Regions from separate parts of the Zea mays genome. Here all the other regions are linked to region 3. Evidence: chromatin contacts called from public Hi-C data. All regions are on one chromosome and are shown on one strand. The core of a region is the stretch at or near the end of the contact, and the rest is flanking DNA. Distances in the headings are between cores, read along the strand shown. Region 1 has its middle 23 kb from the start of LOC100101512. Region 2 holds the start of LOC100285115 (phenylalanine ammonia-lyase). Region 3 holds the start of LOC606427 (phosphoenolpyruvate carboxylase kinase 2).

What was found. Hi-C and Micro-C count contacts between places; a contact is called where the count stands out from the background.
Region 1: a contact with region 3 is called in a Hi-C map of bundle sheath, with 2.1 times the contacts expected there. The contact joins the enhancer-like site here to the promoter of LOC606427 in region 3. A contact is called at or near these places in 2 of 25 Hi-C or Micro-C datasets (bundle sheath and leaf).
Region 2: a contact with region 3 is called in a Hi-C map of endosperm, with 5 times the contacts expected there. The contact joins the promoter of LOC100285115 here to the promoter of LOC606427 in region 3. A contact is called at or near these places in 4 of 25 Hi-C or Micro-C datasets (bundle sheath, ear, endosperm and 1 more).

What each region holds. Positions count from the first base shown.
Region 1 is chr4:147,827,478-147,830,238 of Zm-B73-REFERENCE-NAM-5.0, forward strand. No RefSeq gene overlaps it. Among protein-coding and RNA genes, the nearest start is that of LOC100101512, 23 kb to the left of the region's middle. Within about 2 kb of position 1,389, at least 10 of the 20 cell types and tissues checked have an H3K27ac peak or open chromatin away from gene starts, as enhancers often do. A contact at or near this core is called in bundle sheath and leaf, where this site is marked.
Region 2 is chr4:148,642,633-148,645,332 of Zm-B73-REFERENCE-NAM-5.0, forward strand. LOC100285115 (phenylalanine ammonia-lyase) reads right to left here and starts at 1,410. Exons shown (of 2, transcript NM_001158010.2): 1 at 777-1,410. The coding sequence starts at 1,186.
Region 3 is chr4:148,245,140-148,247,839 of Zm-B73-REFERENCE-NAM-5.0, forward strand. It overlaps LOC606427 (phosphoenolpyruvate carboxylase kinase 2), which reads left to right and starts at 1,285. Exons shown (of 2, transcript NM_001112302.2): 1 at 1,285-2,152; 2 at 2,270-2,659. The coding sequence starts at 1,312. The coding sequence ends at 2,325.

The DNA.
Region 1 (2,761 bases), core at 139-2,638, 420 kb before region 3:
GACCATCAAGTGTGGTGGAAGCTTTGGACGACGACGGGGTCGGACCATCGATCAGTTGTTCAGCTGCTTTACTGTTCAATGCATGTGTAGCGGGCGTTTTGGTCCCCGGGAAGTCGCGCCGGGGACGAATCATGTGCCCCGCCGTCGCCGTCGAGAAAGGAGAGCGACTTGGTGGATGATACTATAGAATAATACACCGTCAGTTGTGGACGATGTCAGCGGCAAAACAGCGTAGCTAAAGTATTTGGCTAATTGTACCGTCGACCATGCAACGCGATACGTACCGTACGGTCGCTATGACGAACGGGCACGAGCTAGTACGCGCGCGAACGAAAATACAAGCAAGTTTGTATTATTGCTAGCTGATGTAGTCTTCTCCGTGACGAAGTGGCGTTCCAGGATTGCCGTGTGTGACCAGGCCAGCAGCTATCTTGCGACATTTTTTTTTTTAATTTTGAACTCAAAGTGTGGCTAACAGCTGCACCACAATTAAAGTTTCCCGGTGGCTGCGCGGCGGTACAGTAGTTAAGTAATTAACCGACGACGGTTTGCCTAGTTCAGACAGAGAGGTGTATAAAAGTTGCACGCTTTCAGCTGGTTAGCCCGCCAGTTGCATTGCCTACCTGTGTGCCAAGTTGATTTTGATGGACACGTACGTACGTACACGTGGGAGATATGTACGTCGGCGGTCATGACAAGCAGTCAGGTAGGTTAAAATCTAGACGAGCGAGCTGAGATAGAGGCCACCAAAGTGAGATATACGCGACAGTGAGATAGAGACCGCGACGGCTGCGACCCGACTGCATCCAATCCGGAGCAATGGATCGCGTCTAGGTCGACCGCGCACGCACCTCGACCTCGACCTCGACCTCGACCTCGACGGATAAGCCTAGAGCTAGCGATGATCCAGAGATGCCACTGTCTCTGTCTGCCGCCGGGGAGACGAAGTCGGCGATTGGATGGGCTTTGAGCATGCACTGCATGAGAAGTTTCTTGCGGCGATTGGTCGCCAAACACACAGTGGAGCGCGCAGCGGCGTTGATGGTTTCTGGGTCAATATATTTGGCCAAGGTGAGGTGAGGTGAGGTGAGGACGACGTGTGCGGCTGCCGGCTGCGACCGCGGTACAACAAGCCCCTGGCGATGAATTCTAAAACGAAGTTTAATGCACTGGGTTCTTTCGTTTCGACAAATTACGAAAGGCCGAGCGAGGGGAATCGAACCGGCCGTCGTCGTCATGACAAACTTCACTTGGACCCCATGGACTGAGGTCCGAAGAAACCGATGAAGCAGAAGTTTCTTTGCGTGGAGGGGTGGAGCACATGCTCGCCCCCATCTTATTCTTATGGAATATGGATTGACCAGACCGAGGAAAGTCCCTGCTAGGCTGCTACAGTGATGCTGCTGGTACTCTGTACTGTGCTGCGAGGCAGCTCAACGGTCAACGTGCCCTCGTGCGCGGGTCCGCCGAGTCAAACCTATACTAGTACAGTTTACTACTAGGTGCGACGCCTTGCCTTCTGGCCTTCTATTGGCGGACTCTGCCTTCAAAGTCCTACTTAATTTTTTTATATATATATTAGCCTTTTAAAAAAACTTTTACACTGAGTTATCTAGCCCAACAATATATCTTTTAATTCTAGGGTTCGACGTCATGATCTATGATGTCAAACTTATACGATTCGATGTTATAAATTATGATACCAAATTACCAACACCTACATCGCTGTAAAAGTGAGCGATGTACGTTATAACCTATTACACCGAGCCAGTGCCATGGACCATGGCGACGAGGGTCCGACACCATGGTCATAGCTTCTCCCTTTTCAACCTCACTCGCACTTTCTCATGTCAAAAGTATTTCGTCGTCAGTGTCTTTAGCTACCATATGATGTCCTTCACCCGCTCCCAAACACCCCACCCCTCATCCGAGGTTGCCCACGCCCTAGGACCTGCCCACCAATGCAGTCAACCCCACCCATGCGCCCACCCTCTATCTCCTCGCTCCTGCCTCGCCCTTCGTCTTCGGCCACGTCGCCTACATTAAATTATGAAAGTTAGTTTTTTCATTCATACTTTATTTATTGTTGTAATTAGTAAGAGTTACTATTTATTATGTTTTTTTAACTTGGCGCTATATGTAGTTAGGTTTTTAGTTAGTCGGGTATATAGTTATATATTATTTTGCTAGTAACTTACACAAAATTTCGTTAGATACTCCCTCCATCCAAAAAACAGGGCGTATAATTTTTTGGATTTTATCCTAAAAACAAGGTGTATTAGCATTTCTATCCCCATTTTAGACGCATATGCACCCTTCTCCCTGGACGCATGATTCCTTGCACCCATGTGCATGCCAGTTTCCTTGTGTGGCTGAATTTTTTGTTTTTTAATCTTTTTTCGACAAAAATTTACATTTAGGTCTTTGGATGACTTATTTCATGTTTTGGACTCTTTACTCAGCGTCATAGACTATGACACCGAGTCAACATAGCTCGGCGCCATAGGCTATGGTGCGGAGCTCTGAGGTGGCTTCGACGACCAGCAGCGACTAGGGCTACCATGGCGCTGACGGGGTGTCTTAGCTTGGCGCCACAGATCTTGGCGTCGAGCTAGGAAGTCCTATAAATCGGCCGTTCTCCTGGTCGAGAGCTGCGCCCACCTCTTTTTTCTTCTTTCTCTCCATTTCAATCTTCTTCAAAACCGACCAGATTCACATCATAATCGTTGTATTCGAGTTGGAAAATTTTGTAGACCAAGGT
Region 2 (2,700 bases), core at 160-2,659, 400 kb after region 3:
CACGTTTTTTTAAAAAAATTGGTAGGCCGCGCTGGCGATCAGCGACCCGGCCAACTATATGCTGGTATGGTCGGTGGGACAGGAGTGGCCCGCCCGTACGGTGGTAGTGGCACAAGTTTGGGTGTACGCGTGCACCCAAGTTTGGTAGTGGCACCCATCATATTTAACTATTTGTTTTATCCAATCCTTAAACAATAAAGTGAAGAAATTATTATTAAAATACTATTGTTAATAAAACCAATATAATGTTTATATAAATTTTTTTGAATGAAACAAACCGACAAGTAAGACAGCTAAAAGTTTAAAAGGGAGAGAGAGTACATGATAGTGTATAGGATTGGTAGCGGAGTATACTACTACTGTACTCGTAAAGGTTGTAGGCACGAATGATGTGAACTATCTATCTATGGGATAAAAAGTTTGAGGTAGTTTAACGTTTATGCCAACCCACCAACGACCTAGCTAGCTACTAGCACAACTAACTACAACACCCCGAAAAAAAAAGGAAATACTGTATTTCTTGTTTCAGTAACTGATGGGATCCCGTGAACAGCTAGCACATGCAGCTGGCCAAGTCAGAACTGAAGAACTAGCACATGCAACTAGCACATGGCTACTAGCACATGCAGGCGCAGCTGGCGCGACGCTGCGCCTGCGGTGCAGCAGGACCTCGTGAATAAACCGCTAACACTGTTTGATAGGAGCATCTAATCTAACTGCGGAAACTAACAATCCAAACTGAACACGGCTGAGTCAGAACTGAAGAGTGGTCTGACCTGATGAGCTCCCTCTGGAGCGCGCCGCCTTCCTTGGTGCGGCGGTGGGAGGTAGCGCCGAAGCCGGTGGTGACGCCGTAGCTGTCGGTGCCGTTCATCATGCTGCCCATGACCCAGTCGCTGCTGGCCCTGACGCGCTCGCGAGCGGACTCGTCCAGCTCCACGCGGGCCTCGCCGCCCCCGGCGCCCACGGCCACGGCGGCCACCTGCGCGACGCTCAGGCTGGCGCCCTGGATCTTCACCAGCGGGTCGCGGAACTCCGCCACCATCCGCTTCACCTCGTCCAGGTGGCTCCCGGACAGGCCCTCCGCGGCCTTGCCCCAGTTCAGCGGGTCGGCGCGCGGCGCCGGCATGCACAGGCCCTCGCCGTTCAGGGAGGAGCGGACAAGCAGGCCGGCCTCGGACTCCATTGCGGACGGGGACACGTGCGTGCGCAGATGAGCGCGCGCGGACGGAAGTAGAAACTAGCTAGCTAGCTGGGGGAAATTAAAAGCTACTACACAAGAGTAGTACTGCTGGTAACTAACTACTAATGTGGCAGTGCTGTAGACGAAGAGCTGGGGAAAGGTAGGCTCTTCGTCCTGAGGAGAACGGTGCGGGGGAGGGCGGGCTTAATAAATAGCGTGGCCACGGGTGGGAGGGGGAGGTTGTTGGGGTCAGATCAGAGACTGGCATGGCACCGGGGTAGGTTGTTGGCGGGCCGAGCTGACTCCGCGACGACGCCTCCCTGTCCCTTGGATGGGCCGGCCAACCTTCTGCCGCCGGCGCTGGCAGCTTGGCCCGCGCGCAGCCGGTCGTCGCATGGCCGCCTGCCTGGGAATACGACACTCGACATTGACCCGGCGCCGGCCCGTCTGCTCGACGGGGCTCTGGGTAGTCTGGTTGCCGCCGGACGACGGGCGCACGGCACCGCACCAGACGCGGTTGCGCCCGGAGGTGGGCTGGTGGTGGGTGGCCACTGAGTGCGACGGGCTTGGTGGGGGGAGCCCGTGTGTGTCTGGACTGGACGCGAGCTATTGCCCAAGTATTAGGTCTCGGTCAGTCGGGTGTCGAGTTGGTCCGGTCCGTTGCCCCGGACCTTACAGGCTTACACACGCAACCACTGGGAGATTGCAGATGCTGCAAGTATGTCACTAGAAATGGCACGAAATGACGAGTCCACTTCGTTACGTTAGCACTCACGACTCCCTCTCAGCTGTGGCCTCTAGCTCTAGGGCATCAAGCAAGTACACATCAACCGTCCAGAAACTGCGCGCTTGTTTTGCTTTGGTTGCAATTTCTGCCCGACTCTGATAACCGGCCGATTGGAGTAAACAGGGGGAAAAAATGGAGAATCAAGTACTCGACTCAAGTATCGCGAGGTCAAGTTGCCCCCATATAATTCTGCACCAGCAGGAGAACGTCCAAGGAAAGAAAGGCGCTCCAGATCTGGCGCAGCATGCAATCTGTTAACTACTACTTCACCAGCAGCACTAGTCCCCCATGAAGCACTTCGTTGTGTGAACCAACTCAACCAAGTCATTCACTGGAAATGTTGTGGCAAACACTCATTGTTGTTCCCAAGTTCAGAGAACCGTGTCGTGCATGAAATATTCCACGATTCAACATTTTGGACCAAGGAGGAATTGTATTTCTTCCTAGAAAGAAAAAAAAAACCAAAGGCGTAAAATATTGTTGAAAGCGGCGGTCTAGTATTATTTACTTATTTGTTTGTTTGTTTGTACCAGCACTATTATCACTGTAGATGGCCAACTGGCCGGCCCGACACGACCCGGCACGGGCCCGGGGAAGCACGGCCCATCAGCCAACGGGCCGGCCCGGGTATACGGGCTGAACGGGCCGTGCCTAGAGAGCCCACGTGCCTGGCCGTTGGCCCAGGCACGGCCCTCTGGGCCACTTTTTGTGTCGGACCAGCCCGCTAGGC
Region 3 (2,700 bases), core at 35-2,534:
GGAAGTGGCGTAGTGCCGGGGCCCACGTAATTTAAAGCCGTCTGCGTTGAGGTGGCCATCCATGCGCGCCCATCATGCACCCGCGCCCTGATTGAGAAGGGGGGGCTACAGAACAAGACACCAACCGGACGATAAACAAGTTTGCTTTCGTTAGCAGACAACAATGTCTTTAGCAGGTTCTTTCCAGCTCTTGCATCTATAACAGCTCCTCCCGCCTGGGCTCCTCCAGTCCACCCATAGCCATAGGTAGGATATGCTTATCCGAGGAAATCACAAAGCTGCGCAACCTATCTAGATATGTTTGGTCGTTTGGAAGATTGAATTGGGGAAGTAGGAAATTCCATAGCAGCTGTTCAGCAAAGGTATATACTTTGGTGATATAGTTGGTATGTTGTAGACAATGAGACGGAGAGAACGAAATTTAGAAGAAGTTGCTTGAGACGGCGATAATATAGAGAGTTGTAATCTTTTAGAATGCACTATAAAAGATGAGAAGTGTTTGTTTAGAAGATGAAATTTAGGAGACATCGTTTAGAGATGGACGAGCTTTTTGATGGGACGTGAATGGATTTTTTCACGCAGCACAATGATGTTTGCTTTTTTGAATTGGACGGCACCATTATATTTATTTGGGAGGTCCAATTATTTTGCCTTATCCGAACTTATGGGCTGCATAATTTGGTGGGTGGTAGCTAGTGGTTTGCCAACGCATCAGAGAAACACTGCTTTTTTGCTTTTTTTTGTGCACTTGTGCCTCAACAAATTCCTCGGTTTTGGAGCAAACTGTGCTCGACACCCTCTCTATTAGTGGAAGCAGCCACATAATCAAATCAACTGCTGATTGCGACAGCAGGCGTTTGGCAATCGAGTCCCTCGTTTGTTGATTTGTTTATCGCGTGTTTTGTCTATATAGATTGCACTGCAGCCGTCTGAACAGCTAGTTTTAATCCGACGTCTACTTGAACTTTTCCATTAGATCGTACATTTTATTATAAAAGAAATCATATATAGCCCAGATGGCTAGCATACACGTTTGCGCGTAAGATTTCCGTTTACACCTCGGTCTGATTAGTGCTAACCGGACCTGTTTGGAGCCATGCCAAATACTAGTAGTAGGATCGAGAGACAAACCACGACGTACGAGGGCATTTGAGGAAATGAGAGAAAAAAACACTGTTCGCTCGCGGTCCCGGTCAGGCGCGGATCCGAATATTCCGCCTGGCCGTAGCTCCCACTCATGTCTTTAAATAGGCCACCCGGCCCCTCCTCCGAACGAGGTAACCCAAAAGACCAGAGAGAAATTACTGAAGCATGAGCGCGGAGCTGAAGAGGGACTACGAGATCGGCGAGGAGATCGGGCGCGGCCGCTTCGGGGTGGTCCACCGCTGCACGTCCCGCGCCACCGGGGAGGCCTACGCCGTCAAGTCCGTGGACCGGTCGCGGCTGGGCGACGACCTGGACCGCGAGCTCGCGCAGCTGGAGCCGAAGCTGGCACAGCTCGCCGGCGCGGGCAACCCGGGCGTGGTGCAGGTGCACGCGGCGTACGAGGACGAGGCGTGGACGCACGTGGTCATGGACCTGTGCCCGGGCCCGGACCTGCTGGAGTGGGTGGGCCGCCGCCGCGGCGCGCCCGTGCCGGAGCCCGTGGCCGCCGCCATCGTCGCGCAGGTCGCGCAGGCGCTCGCGCTCTGCCACCGCCGCGGCGTCGCCCACCGCGACGTGAAGCCCGAGAACATCCTCATCGACGCCGCCGCCGGGAGCGACGACGACGAGGAGGACGAGGCCGAGGCGGCGCCGCGCGCGCGCCTGGCGGACTTCGGGTCGGCGGCGTGGGTGGGCGCCGGTGGGCTCGGGCGCGCCGAGGGCCTTGTGGGGACGCCCCACTACGTGGCGCCCGAGGTGGTGGCCGGCGGCGAGTACGGCGCCAAGGCGGACGTGTGGAGCGCCGGCGTGGTGATGTACGCGCTGCTCTCCGGCGGCGCGCTCCCCTTCGGCGGCGACAGCGCCGCGGAGGTGCTGGCGGCCGTGCTGCGCGGCAGCGCGCGCTTCCCGCCCAGGCTCTTCGGCGGGGTGTCGCCCGCCGCCAAGGACCTGATGCGGCGCATGATCTGCCGCGACGAGTGGAGGAGGTTCACCGCCGAGCAAGTCCTCGGTGAGTTTTTTCGTTCGTTCCCCCGACAACCTCTCTCCTGCTCCGTTGATTTGATTTCCCCTTGTTCGTCGATGCAGTTTATCTAACAGATCTGCCGTTGGTAATAAAATAATGCAGCTCACCCGTGGATCGTGAGTGGCGGAGGAGCCCGGGCAATGGAGCGGCCAACCTGAGGAGGAATCCAGACGGACGTGTATTGCCGTAGAGCACTCAGGCACGGCAAGGAATCCCGGACGTTATGTATGAGGTTTTTGTACGTACGTACGTAGTAGTGTACGGTAGCTGCTGCCAGCTGCAGAGCAGATCGATCGGCAAAAGAAGCTTTATAGGCTTGTGGTTTTCCTTTGCCCCCGGGTTTTTGGGGACGCTCTTTACCTAGCGGAGCAGAGAGCACCCGTTTTCCGATGTGCTGGTTTTCCTAGCTGGATGTACATACACTGACCGTCTTTTGTACAGATGGAGTGTGGTGTTGGATACATAAATAAAAAAAAACCAAGCCTTTGTACTCCCTTCACATCTTTTTTTTTCCTTTTTACGTTTCATGCGTT